Linked DNA regions of Callithrix jacchus: region 2 is linked to region 1. The links are chromatin contacts, called in public Hi-C maps. All regions are on one chromosome and are shown on one strand. The core of a region is the stretch at or near the end of the contact, and the rest is flanking DNA. Distances in the headings are between cores, read along the strand shown.

Evidence for each region. Hi-C and Micro-C count contacts between places; a contact is called where the count stands out from the background.
Region 2: a Hi-C map of skeletal muscle shows a contact between it and region 1, with 9 times the contacts expected there. The contact joins two enhancer-like sites. A contact is called at or near these places in 2 of 3 Hi-C or Micro-C datasets (both in skeletal muscle).

Annotation. Positions count from the first base shown.
Region 1 is chr7:82,805,195-82,812,139 of calJac240_pri, forward strand. MAST2 (microtubule associated serine/threonine kinase 2) reads left to right here. Exons shown (of 30, transcript XM_078331601.1): 28 at 70-206; 29 at 331-524; 30 at 810-2,400. The coding sequence ends at 2,344. It overlaps PIK3R3 (phosphoinositide-3-kinase regulatory subunit 3), which reads right to left. Exons shown (of 12, transcript XM_078331615.1): 12 at 6,348-6,945. Among named protein-coding and RNA genes, the nearest start is that of PIK3R3, 100 kb to the right of the region's middle. Within about 2 kb of position 4,162, at least 4 of the 16 cell types and tissues checked have an H3K27ac peak or open chromatin away from gene starts, as enhancers often do. A contact at or near this core is called in skeletal muscle, where this site is marked.
Region 2 is chr7:82,992,263-82,999,207 of calJac240_pri, forward strand. It overlaps LURAP1 (leucine rich adaptor protein 1), which reads left to right. Exons shown (of 4, transcript XM_078331619.1): 4 at 1,754-6,725. The coding sequence ends at 2,275. Among named protein-coding and RNA genes, the nearest start is that of POMGNT1, 21 kb to the left of the region's middle. Within about 2 kb of position 4,124, at least 8 of the 16 cell types and tissues checked have an H3K27ac peak or open chromatin away from gene starts, as enhancers often do. A contact at or near this core is called in skeletal muscle, where this site is marked.

The DNA.
Region 1 (6,945 bases), core at 2,912-5,411:
AGCCATCCAGAAGGGAGGGGCAAGAATATGGCCTCCAGCTTAGCCTAGGCCTCATGCTGTGCTCCCCAGAGTGGAAACAAGGTGGCTATTTCAACAACTCCCCTGGAGAACACATCCATTAAAGTGGGGCCAGCTAGGAAGGGCAGCTACAAGGCCAAGATGGCCCGAAGGAGCAAGAGGAGCCGCGGCAAGGATGGGCAAGAAAGGTGAGCCAGGCACAGTCCATAGGGTCTACTCTGGGCCGCATGAATGCTGTACATTCCAGGTGCCTTGGCCCTGTGTGTGCTGTGCTCTCTGCACCAACTCTGCCTTTGACCCTTATCCCCACAGCAGAAAAAGGAGTTCCCTGTTTCGCAAGATCACCAAGCAAGCATCCCTGCTCCACACCAGCCGCAGCCTTTCTTCCCTTAACCGTTCCTTGTCATCAGGGGAGAGTGGGCCAGGCTCTCCTACACACAGCCACAGCCTTTCCCCCCGATCTCCCACTCAAGCCTACCGTGTGACCCCCGATGCTGTGCATTCAGGTATGAAGAGCTCCCTGCAAATCAGAGACAACCCCTGAGAAATAGGCAAGTTCCTAGGCCCTATATGCCCCTCACAGATCCCACTCAGAATCTTTCTTTCAGCCCACCCCCTGGAAGATCCTGCAGTCTCAGGGAGGAATTAATTGATGGGAAAGCGGGTAGCTTGGTTTCTGGGACATCACAGGGCTAAGCCCTGTCTTGCCCTTCAGTCACTTCTAACAGCTAACACTGCTCTGCTTTTGTCTGTCTGTCTGTCTGTCTGTCTGTCTGTCTCTTTGTACAAAGTCGGGGGGAATTCATCACAGAGCAGCTCCCCCAGCTCCAGCGTGCCTGGTTCCCCAGCCGGCTCTGGGCATACACGGCCTAGCTCCCTCCACGGTCTGGCACCCAAGCTCCAGCGCCAGTACCGCTCTCCACGGCGCAAGTCAGCAGGCAGCATCCCACTGTCACCACTAGCCCACACCCCTTCTCCCCCACCCCCAGCAGCTTCACCTCAGCGGTCCCCATCACCCCTGTCTGGCCATGTAGCCCAGGCCTTTCCCACAAAGCTTCACTTGTCACCTCCCCTAGGCAGGCAACTCTCACGGCCCAAGAGTGCGGAGCCACCCCGTTCACCACTACTCAAGAGGGTGCAGTCAGCTGAGAAACTGGCAGCAGCACTGGCCGCTTCCGAGAAGAAGCTAGCCACTTCTCGCAAGCACAGCCTTGACCTGCCCCACTCTGAGCTAAAGAAGGAACTGCCGCCTAGGGAAGTCAGCCCTCTGGAGGCAGTTGGAGCCAGGGGTGTGCTTTCTGGCAAGGGAGCCCTGCCAGGGAAAGGGGTGCTGCTGCAGCCTGCTCCTTCACGGGCCCTAGGCACTCTCCGACAGGACCGAGCCGAACGACGAGAGTCACTGCAGAAGCAAGAAGCCATCCGTGAGGTGGACTCCTCAGAGGATGACATGGAGGAGGGGCCTGAGAACAGCCAGGGTGCACAGGAGCTGAGTGTGGCACCTCACCCAGAAGTGAGCCAGAGTGTGGCCCCCAGAGGAGCAGAAGAGGGTGGGGAAGAGGATACTTTCTCGTCCAGAGTCCCCAGGAGTCCGGGCCCAGTGGTCCCAGGCCTATTGACCGGGATTACACTGGGGCCTCCCAAAATGGAAGGTCCCAGTGGCCCCCAGAGGAGGCTCAGGAGCCCACAAACTGTTGAGGAGGCTGCCAGCACCTCCTCACCAGACCCCAACCTGAGTAAGTCTGGAGCTACAGACCCCATCCTTTCTGAAGGTTGCTGGAAGGCTCAGGGCCTCCACACCCAGGCACTAACAGCACTTTCCCCCAGCTCTTCAGGACTCGCCCCCACCAGCAGCCGCTCTCCTCCCACCTCCACCTCTGGGAAGCTGGGCACATGGTCCTGGAAATTCCATATTGAGGGCCCAGACAGGGCATCCCCAAGCAGAAGGGCAACCATGGCAGGTGGGCTAGCCAAGCTCCAGGATTTGGAAACCACAACTCCAGCCCACCCTAAGAACCTGTCTCCCAGGGAGCAGGGCAAGACACAGCCACCTAGTGCCCCCAGACTGACCCATCCCCCTTGTGAGGATCCCAGCCAAGGCTGGCTATGGGAGTCTGAGTGTGCACAAATAGTGAAAGAGGATCCAGCCCTGAGCATCACCCAAGTGCCTGATGCCTCAGGTGACAGACGGCAGGATGTTCCATGCCGAGGCTGCCCCCTCACCCAGGAGTCTGAGCCCAGCCTCCTCTGGAGGGGCCAAGAACCAGGGGGCCATCAAAAACATCAGGATTTGGCATTGGCACCAGATGAGTTTTTAAAGCAAACATAACAGCTGTTTGCCATTTCTTGCACTCAAACCTGTGTAATATATGCTCCTGGAAACCATCTTTATGTCTTTTGCTTGCTTTCCTTTGGTCAATCCACATGTAACTAGGTCCTGTGTTGCTGCTGAGAATATAGTGGTGAAAAAAATAGTTTCCACCATCGGGGAGGGCCACCTAACCCATCTTGACTTCCCAAAGACTGTGACATTTGAGCTCAAACATGAATAGATGATAGGTAGTAGTTTGCTGGGAGTGGAAGAGTGGAGGTTGGCTTAAGAAAGGATCTCCAGACAAAGTTTAGGAAGGAACCAAAGACAATTCAAAGTAGAAATGGGTCTGGCAAGTGAGGCAAGGGCTATGTCTAATGGTCGTCTAGGAGATTTGACTTTGTGAAAGTGATAGGGAACCAGAAAATATCATGTAGCAACTAAAATTCCTTCTTTATAGATAAGGGAACTCAGGCTTTCATGCCCATGGTAATACAGCTTGGGTACAACTGGAGTTAGAACCTAGGTCTCCCTTGTTCCAGAACTTATATGTGTCTCCTAACTTGGAGTGCCTCAGCCAGGAAATGAGGAGAGGAAGAGATGAGAGGAGGCAGAGTTTAACTTTGGGTGTATTTGAGATACAAGAGAAAAGACAGAAGCAGCAGCCAGAAGAGAGTCATAAAGTCCATGGGAGGAAAGGGTTTTAAAATGGAGAAGTTACTTGATAAAATGCAGAGATGAGGGTGAGATGAAAACAGAAAGCTGCCAATTGTATTTAGTAATAAGCCCTTCCTGGGCTGTTGCAGGTAGGCCTCAGCACTAGCGGTGGACATCATGTGCATCCCTCACTGAGAACTTCATTTGATGGATAGTGTAGGAGGAAGGGGAAGGCATAAATGGGACCAGTGCCAGAGGAGTCAGGAGGTGGCATCACAGGGCAGACAGTGGGGCTTGGTAGAGTACCAAGGCTTTGAGTATCTCCATAGTGATGGAGGACTTGAGAAACTGTCTTGCAGTGGTTATTGCACTGATCATCTCACAAACCAGTGCCTAGGTCTGAAGAAGAGGTGTTAGGAGGCCTGGAGATGAAAATCCCTCTGGGCCATTGTCTGTGAAGGCTGTGGCCACCAGAGGGCGTGCCGTATCCACAGTGGCAGAGCCTATTCCGCTATTTGGCCCCTCAGCCTTCTAGTCCTCTCTTCACATATTCCTTCATTCATTCACAGCAGACCCTGGGCTAATGCACTGGGACCTGGGCACACAGGTCACAGGTTGTGAGCTTGAAGATGGCAGGGGCATGGCTGAAGGAGTGAGTGCCCCATGCATGTAAGGATCTGCTCAGAAGCACCACACCACAGGTGAAAAGGACGTTGGGAACTGCCCTCCTAGAGGGTTGGAAATGGGAATGGGAGGAGGGAGTACAGCGATGCTAAACATCAAACATCCTGTACCACATCAGGCAACTGCCCCAAGTGTCAGTGATGTTCCCCTTGAGAAACTGGTGGTTTTATCCTGAGGGTAGTGAAGAGTTAAGTGGTATTTGTTTTAGGAAGACCACTCTGGCTGTGGTATAGAAAGGCTGGAGTGGAGTGAGTGCACCGCAGAGAATCATGTAGTGATCCCATTTTGGTGGTCTGAACTAGGACAGCAACAGTGAGGAGGTAAGGAAGGAAAGGGTGGGGAGCTGTGACACCTAGATTTGGGAGCCATCAGGAAGTCGAGGGCAGTTAAAGTCACAGGAGATGAGGACTGCTCAGGGAACATGCGCAGAATGAGAAAGAAAAAAGGCCCGAGATACTGGCACTAGCAGAGGGGAGAGAGCCAGTGAAAAGAAGTTGAAGGTGGGGAATGAGATCCTGAATCAGGGAGAAGCCAGACCATCTTATTTTGTAGTTCACCCTAAGACAGCAGAGACTTATTTAATGTTTTACATAGGTTCAGATTTGTATTTTGAAAAGATGACTGGTTGCTATAATGAGAATGGATTTTAGGGGGACAAGAATGGAAGAAGGGAGCCTTCTAGGATTAAGAGTGCAGATGGTAGTGAAGTTAAAGTGGTGTTTTGATTGATACTTGGTGAAGGACTTTAGGTAGATATGAAGCAGAAGGCTATCAAGGATGACTAACTACATTTCTGAGTTACATAACCAGATAAAATGTATTTCCATTCACTGAAGAAAGAAGGAAGAGAACCAGGGCTGAGTAGTTCAGTGCTGCATTCCATATGCTAAATATGACGTAGCTTCCAATGGAGGTCTGGGCAAGTGAAACAAACGTAATCGGCCTAGAGATGGTAGGTGGATTCATGGCTGTGGATAAAACTGCCAGATAAAATGGCCTTGAGAGCTGAAGGAATCCAGATGTAAAAGGAACAGTCAGATGTCGCAGAATATGACATTGAGTCTTAAGAGGGTCCATGAAGGACCTTTCCATGGAGAAGATAGTTAACAGTGATGGTTATTGAAGACATCAAGAAAAGCAGTTTCAAACAGTGGTGGAACCAGTACTGAAATGCTGAGGTGAGGAATTAGGACATTTAGTCAGCTCTCTCCAAAGGCTTGGCTTTGAAGAGGAGAAAAGAGATAAAGGGGTATGAGATGATTTAGTAGGGATTGGGTGAGTAGAATGAGAAACAACCATATTTAGATGTCAATGGGGATGATCTAGTTGAAGTAGAGAAAGAATCGATCATTAATCTTGGGAGATTCCTGAGGTGGAAGAAAATAAGATTCCAAAATACAGGTGAAGTAAATTGACTTTAGCTGGAAGGTACTTTTGTAATTTAACAGGTGGGAGGGAGAATAGTTATGTAGATATAGATATGTTTGTAGGTTCGGTAGTAGGAAGGTAAGGGAATTAATAGCCAACCATACTTTTTCTGCCAAGTAAAAAGTTTTTTGTTTTGTTTTGTTTTTTTGAGATGGAGTCTCACTGTTGCCCAGGCTGGAGTGCAGTGGGGCAGCCTCGGCTCACTGCAACTTGTGCATCCCGGATTCAAGCAGTTCTTGTGCTTCAAGCCTCCCGAGTAGCTGTGATTACAGGTGCATGCTACCACGCCTGGCTAACTTTGTACTTTTAGTAGAGATGGGGTTTCACAGCATTGGCCAGGCTGGTCTTGAACTCCTGACATCAGGTGATCCACCCACCTCAGCCTCCCAAAGTGTTGGGATTACAGGTGTGAGCCACCATGCCCAGCCCCAAGTAAACAAGTTTAAACCTCAGAGCCCAGTGGAAACATCCAGCTGGCAGGTAGAGTTCAGAAGAAAGAACTGGGAAGAAGAAAGGAATTTGAGCATCCTAAACACAGAAGTGGGAACAACTCTGAGTTAGGAGAAATCATCCATAGTTGTAGCAGAGGTCTTGGGGGAGGCTGTGATCATCTAAAATGTAGTGGGGAGAAAAGACATAGGCAAGGTCACTTACAACAACAGACTGTTCCCTGCTCAATCTATTTGTAATTGAGCACACATGGGTGGGGCCTGAGACTTGGATGAGAGCTGCAATGTCCTATGCAACAAGAGGTTATCATGTTTGCTCATTACATTCCCAGAATATAATGGAACCTCAGCAATGTGCAGGTGACGACAAGGGCCTGGGGGCAACAAGATGACAGACTAAAGCTGGGCCCATTTCCCCCTCCCCAGAGTAGAATGTGGAAACACTTTTAATTCTGGGCAGAAATATGTAAGAACCAATAAACTGGGCTTATTACGAGTAGGTGGTGAGGTGTGGAGGAAATGGCTTTCAGATTTAGTTTTCTCAGAGTCACTATCTGAGACTCCCTGTGTCCTTTGTCCAGTGGACAGGACTCTGGCATGCCTAGTTGGAGTCAACGTCCTCTCCCAGGAAGAAGAGAGCCTCTTGTTGCCCCCGTTCAACCCTAGTACTAGGTCTTTCGGTGCTTGCTTACCGGAGAGAAGGTTTTAAAGTTTCAAGGGCTATTCAACACCCGAGTACTCCTCTTCTCTCTTGACCTCCACTCTGCCCCAGCCCACCCCTTCACAGCATGAAGACAAAAAGATTGCTTTATTGCAATGTCTTTATTGCATTACTGGAGCAAGCTGGCCAGACTGTCCCCTCTTGGGGAGGTATAAAACAAAAAGACCAGTAAGTATCTCCTCTCATCTTTCCCCCTACCCTCCCCCACAATTGCACAGCAGTGTCTGAACGTATCTGGTGACAAGAACAATTTGCAAAGTGGTCTAGAACTACATTATGAACTGTCCCATCACAAGACATACAGTTGGCTTTCTTGTGAGTTAGGTATTTTTTAAGTTAACTACATGAATTTTTTTGACTACATCAAAGACAAGATTTTTCACAAGTAACAGGGCACCAAAGTCACATGCTGGAATCTGTAAGGAAACAAGGTTGTTTGCCACAAGTGGCGGGAGCTAAAGCAGGGCTGAGCAGTTGGTAGCAGAGGGCCCAAGCAAGCCCTGATCTGGACCCTCTGGTTTCTGAGGCCACTGAAGCCTCACGGAGGGGTGCTCTGGGTTCTTAACTAGCAGCAGAGACCACCTTAGGAAACGAATTGCCCAGGTGCAATTCTCAGTTTAAGAGAACACATGGGGCTGATTACTTGCAGCAAAGAGAGGAGACCCATGGAAGACACCACA
Region 2 (6,945 bases), core at 2,874-5,373, 190 kb after region 1:
CTCAAAAAAAAAAAGCAATATAAGCATGTTATTTGGAGATTAGGAGGTAAATACCAAAATAAATAGCTAAATAAATAATAATAGTTGTTTCTGGGATGTAGAACCAGGATGGGAGAACCGTTCATGTTCGTGATCTTGTGGAACTGTTTGCTTCTTTAATCTCTGTGCTTCTGCTACTTTGATTGGAAGTGAAACTGGGCTGGGCGTGGTGGCTCACACCTATAATCCTAGCACTTTGGGAGGCCATGGTAGAAGAATGGCTTTGAGCCTAGGAGTTTTGAGACCAACCTGGGCAACAAGGTGAGACCTTGTCTCTGCAAAAAATAAAATTAGCTAGATGTGGTGGTGCACACCTGTGGTCTCAGCTCCTTGGGAGGCTGAGGTGGGAGAATTGCTTGAGACCAGGAGATGGAGGCTGTATGAGCCATGATTGTGCCACTGGACTCCAGCCTGAGTGATGGAGAGAGACCTTGTCTCAAAAAATAATAATAAAATACAAGTAAAACTAAATAAAACTAATGTTAAAGTCATTTGTGGCAGGGCCTTGGGTTCACAGGGCAAAATGCTAGAGGTGAAGCTATAGTGATGGGTGAGAGCCACATGTTACAGGATTTTGAATGCCAGCTGCTAAAATGTTTATTTTTCATTCTCTAAGAGCAGGGCAGAGTTCCCTGCTATTGTAGATGTTAAGATTCAGCACTCTGTAAGAGCTGTGCAAAGCCCATGAAGGCTCTTGAGCAGGGAGAGACAGGTTCAGACTTGTGCTTAGGGAAGGTAACAGTGTATCTAAGCTGGAAGGGACCCTTGAGATTACCCTGTAAGTCAAATTGGAGGCTGGTGTGTACAGGGGAGAAGCCCTGAGTGCCCAGCCAGTGGGATTCTGACCCTTCTAAGCTCTGGTCAACCCTTTTCTCCCTCAGTGGCTGCTACGAATGAGCTGAAGGGACTAAGGAACCAGGTTAACTCTTTATTCCCCAGCTCCTGCTCCTTTTGGCCCATTCTGCTTCCTGATTAACACCCCCTCTGGCTATTGTTTGTTTCTGTGTATTTCTGGTGAATCTGGCCAGGTTCAATAGTCAGTACCCTGTGGCCGGGCACGGTGGCTCATGCCTGTAATCCCAGCACTTTGGGAGGCCAAGGCGGGCAGCCAAGAGTTCAAGACCAGCCTGGCCAACATGGTGAAACCCCGTCTCTACTAAAAATACAAAATTAGCTGGGTGTGGTGGCACATGCCTGCAATCCCAGCTAATTGGGAGGCTGAGGCAGGAGAATTGCCTGAACCCGGGAGGTGGAGGTTGCAATGAGCCAAGATCACATCACTGCACTCCAGCCTGGGCAACAAGGGCAAAACTCCCTGTCAAAAAAAAAGGTACCCTAAATATGAAGTTCAAAGCTTAGTAAGATTGGATTTTAATACTTAGCATTTACTGAGACCTTCGTCTGTGCTAGACACTGTGCTGACTACTTAATAGACAGCATTTCAGAATCCTCACAGCTACCCTGTGAGGTAAGTGATTTAGTCCTGTTTTGCAAATAAAGAGACTGAGGGTCAAAGAATATATGGCTAATCAGTGGTAGAGCTGAAATCTGAGGCTGCAGTCCATCTGCTTCTGAAGCCCATACTGCAAGCCATTATAATTCCATCATCTTCAAGTGGAACATGGTTGGCTGGGCTACAAGGTAGGGGCCTATGGAAACGCTGGGGAAACCCACACCCCAGAACTGGGACTAATTCCTTCTCCCACTCTCCCAGGCTTACCTGCGAGCCATCGATGTGAAGATCCTGCAGCAGCTGGTGACCTTGAATGAGGGCATCGAGGCAGTGCGCTGGCTGTTGGAAGAGCGGGGGACGTTGACCAGTCATTGCAGCAGCCTCACCAGCAGTCAATATAGCCTGACAGGCGGGAGCCCAGGCCGCTCAAGGAGAGGCAGCTGGGACAGCCTGCCAGACACCAGCACCACCGACCGGCTGGACAGTGTCTCTATTGGCAGCTTCCTGGACACAGTGGCCCCTGGCGAGCTGGATGAACAGGGCCCACCTGGGGCTCCACGTCCTGAGATGGACTGGGCAAAAATTATAGCTGGTGGAGAGAGGGCCAGGACTGAGGTAGATGTGACAGCCATGAGGCTAGGGAGTTTGAGGGCTGTGTGGAAGCCCCCAGGGGAGAGGCTTCAAGGTGGACCACCTGAGTCACCAGAGGATGACAGTGCCAAGCTGGGCTTCGAGGCCCACTGGTTCTGGGAGCAGTGCCAGGATGATGTGACCTTCTTGTAACAACTTTTCCACCCTTTTGTAATCCTCTTTTATCTGTTATTTGTGGTCTCCCTCAAAATTGATTCTCCCTCAGTCTGAGACTAGGAAGAGGCTGCACTGAAATCAGTTGCTATGGAAACCTGGCTCATCATTTACTGGTACCTAGGGAGGCTCTTCCTTTATCCCTCAATTATTGGGTCCCTAGAGCTCTTTCTTTCTTTCTTTTTTTTTTTTTTTTTTGAGACAGTCTTATGCTGTCACTCAAGCTGGAGAGCAGCAGCATGATCATGGCTCACTGTAGCCTTGACCTCCTGGGCTCAAGCAATCCTCCCACCTCAGCCTCCCACATAGTTAGGACCACAGACATGTACCACCCTGCCCAGCTAATTTTTAATTTTTTTTTTTTTGGTAGAGACAGGGTTTCCCTATGTTACCCAGGCTGGTCTCAAACTCCTGGGCTCAAGGGGTTCTCCCACCTCAGCCTCGCAAAGTGCTAGGATTGTGCCTGGCCCCTAGAGATATTTCTGTAGAGATACTGACTCTAGAGGATTGACCTGTGGCTTCTGGTGTGAAGTATCTCTTACTATTCCCCGAAGCTAGGCAAGGATTTAAGGCATTTAGGACCCCCAGGAGTTCACTGATGAAGAGATGGGGGTGTAATTACTTTACCCAAAGTCTAGAAGCCTTGGCCCCTCTCTTGGCCAAGATGGAAGATTGAGGAGGGACATGGACATTCAGGACTAACCCTCTATGGGTTGGCCCTCCCAGAAGGCTCTGGGCTGGTGGACTTGCCCCTTCCTACCTGCTAAGTGATGTCCTTTCCTGCCAGTATGGGTAGCTCTTGGATGGTGGTAGGTCATATAGGGGTATCTGAGCCCCTGCTGCTAAGTGATCACATTATTTATTATCCATACCATTACTTCTAGTGAACATGAAGATGTCACTCCTCCTAGCAGGAAAGCCTTTCACTGTCAGATGTTTGTGCTTCTTTTCAGAAGGTTCTTACTTTTTAAATAGAGCGTTCTCATTTTATCCTAGGGAATCTCACTTCCTCTGTGGCTCCATCCCTGTATCCCTGTCTGGGCCAGCACTCCTGACTCTGCTTTTAGGGAGAGAAGCTTTCAGGGGTCTCCACTTATTGCTCTCAAATCTGTGTGGTCCGCCCCACCACAGTCCCTTGTCTTACCCTGTTCCTGTGTTGCCTCCATTCCTGTATTCTGTTTTTTGTTTTGTTGTTTCTTTGAGACAAGCTCTCACTTTGTCATCCAGGCTGGAATGCAGTGGTGCTCATTGCAGGCTCAATCTCCTGGACTCAAGTGATCCTCCCTCCTCAGCCTCCGGAGGAGCTAAAACTAGAGGCATGCATCACCATGCCTAGTTAAGTTTTGTGGTTTTTTCCAGAGACAGCATTTTGCCATGTTTCCTAGGGTAGACTTGAACTCCTGGACTCCAGCTGTCCTTCTGCTTCAGCCTCTCAAAGTGCTGAGATTACAGGCAGGAGTCACTGTGTCTGGCCCTATTCCTGTATTCTGACTCCATATCTCCCTGCCAAGAAGTTCAGCTTCTGTGTGTCCTTGCCTTCTCAGTTTCTCCAGGCCTTTTATATGCAGGTGAGTCCTGGCCTCCCCTGCCTTTGTTGATGGGAGCCAGGGAGAGAGAAGCTCAAGGTCTCAGAGCTCTGGGGGTGTACCAGAATCTTGGATGGGGGAGGTGTAATCCTCTCTGACTTTGTGACTGCCCTTCCCCCACCCTGTCCCCAGCCTTCCACCATTTGGTCACAAGGATGCCTGCCTGAGGTCGGGACACAAGGAATCGCCTTGTCTGGGCTACAGTGTGGGGGCGTGGCAGGGAAAGACAGAAGCTCTTTGGTCCCCCTGCCCCATCCTGGAAGGTGAGAGGGAGCAAGGGAAAGGCTTGTTTACTTCCTCCCTTAGAGCAAGCCCTGACGGACTCCTGGAACCTGAGGAGGGAGCAGGGAACTGGCCCTGAGCCTGGGTCCCAGAGCTCTACTGAATTACAGATTACATCATAGAAGGAATTCAGGAAAGCTGCCAACCTGGGGCTCAGAGAGAGGACAGTCCCGGAGTTGGGGGACAAGAGCTGTGGCTGGTGTCAGAGAATGAATTTGTAGAGATTAATCCTCTGAATTCTGGGTAACTGCTCCATCTGTTAGTCCCTGCCTTTCCTGGGCCTTGAAACTGGAATGCTAGAGGAAAAAGAAGGTCAGATGACTTTGGCTGTTCACTGTGTCCTGCAAAAAAGGCATCCTCCTCAAATCCTGGAATAACTCCTGCCACTTCTCTATTTTGTATTCTGTGTTGGGGAAGGGAAGGAAGCCACACTGATCATCTCTGTTTCCCTAAATTCCACAAGTCTCATTTTGAAACTCCTACCCCAGTCCTTCTGGAGCAATATTCAGTCCATGGCTCATCCCTAAACACCCTCTCTTCTCCTCTCACCCCCTCAAATGACTGAAATCTCCAAAGTATATTTTCGGCCTTTTCCACTGCTCACAAGACCTCTCCATAGAACTCCTTGGGACTCCTGACTTCCCCTCAGACTGAGAATTTGAATCTCCTATTCTAGTCCTTACTCTGTTGCCATTTTGCAGTGCGCCCTCGGTTATCTACCCTTCCTGTTTTTTGTTTGTTTTTTGAGATGGAGTCTCGCTCTGTCATCCCAGCTGGAGTGCAGTGATGTGATCTTGGCTCACTGCAACCTCTGCCTTCCGGGTTCAAGTGATTCTCCTGCCTTAGCCTCCCAAGTGGCTGGATTACAGATGTGCACCACCACCATGGCCAGCTAATTTTTGTATTTTTAGTAGAGACAAGGTTTCAACATGTTGACCAAGTTGGTCTTGAACTCCTGACCTCAAGTGATCCACCCGTCTCAGCCTTCCAAAGTGCTGGGATTACAGATGTGAGCCACTGTGCCCAGCTTGTTGTTTTTCTAAGACAGGGTCTCACTCCGTTGCCCATCCTGGAGTGCAGTGGTACAGTCTCGGCTCACTGCAGCGGCTGCCCCCTGGGCTGAAGTGATCCTCCTCAGCCTCCTAAGTAACTGCAACTACAGGCACATGTCACCATGCCCGGGTTACTTTTTGTATTTTTTCTAGAGACATGGTTTTGTCATGTTGCCCAGGCTGGTCTCGAACTCCTGGGCTCAATCCTCCCACTTCAGCATCCCAAAGGGCTGGGATTACAGGCCTTAGCCACCATTCCTGGCCTTTCTTTTTTTTTTTCTCTTTAGCAACATTGTTCTGGAGTCATACCCTTCTTCTTAGAAGCCATTGTACAGTATTCCTATTTGAAGTTCACTTGTTCAGGCTGCAGACTTGTGAGCTGAAGAGGTTGCCCGCCCTCTTGTGGCCATTATGCACGACTGCTGGGGTTGCTGGGTGGAACCTCCAACCAAGCTCAAAACCAGCTCCCTCAGTGCACAGAAAGGCAAATGAGTCATAGACTCGCCCAGCGCCACCCATTGTAAAGCTGTGGCAACGCCCAGGTCAGAAAACCCAGATCACAAGCCTGCATGCCCACAGCTTCATCACTTGGCCAGCTATTTCCAGTCAACACCGCTGAAGCCCAAAGGGACTGAAAGAAATTTCTCCCGTTATGTTTCATTCTCACCCCTTCCTAAAGAAGCAGCTTAATCTTTAGAGGAAGAGGTGCAGGCTCTGAAGAAAGAAAACCCTGAGACTGGATTGGGTGAAGGGGGAAGAATGCACTAATGTGGATCACAGATAGGAGGAAAATCAATCCTGAACCCACCATTTTTCTGGGAAGGAGGGCTAGTAGCTCCAGACATCGTAGGAATAGAGCTCAGCGTTTCAGACTTTAAGGGTTAGAAGCAGAGGTGGGAGTGGGAACCTGTGAAATTAGGAAATTTACATGGGTCTTGCAGAAGCAGGTGTGGCTCCACAGGTAGGGAATTAAAGGTCAATTGGATAGGCACCTGAAAGTGTTGTGGGCTGGAAAGCTGGGGTAAGTGAGGGTGCCTGGGAATTCCACTTAGGTCTAGGCATCCTGGCTGAATACTTTAGATTTCAGTTCACCACCAGAGAAGCCTGGGAAATCCAGTATCTTTGGTCTCTTCTACCTGTCTCTAGATTGGCTGGTTGAGGCTCAGCTTCTCTCTAGACTTTTCTGGCTTATAGGGTGCAGCTCCTTGAGAGCTCAAAGAAAGAGAAGGTAAGAAAAGGGAGAGAAATGCAGACAGAGGAGAGGATGAGATGAAAACAAGGTGTGGAAAATATCAGAGGGAGTATACTGCCCTCAAGTGCAGTAGTGGCTTTTGTCCGGGACCAGAGTAAAGACAAAAATGAGACTGCTCACGGAAGCTGCAGAAACCGCGCCTGGGGAGATAAGGGGGGAGGTGCAGGCTGGGACATGAGACCATGGGAGTGGGCAATATAAAGGCCTGCCCACTTTATATAATAAATAAATAAGTAAATAAATTTATTTGAGACTCATAACAGAGTGAGGGTGTCACTCTGTTGCCCGGACTGGAGCACAGTGGCACGATCTTGGCTCACTGCAACCTCTACCTCCCAGGCTCAGGCGATTCTCCTGCTTCAGCCTCCTGAGTAGCTGGGACTCCAGGCGCACGCCACTACCATCTGGCTAATTTTTGTACTTTTAGTAGAGATGGGGTTTCACCATGTAGGCCAGGCTGGTCTCAAACTCCTGACC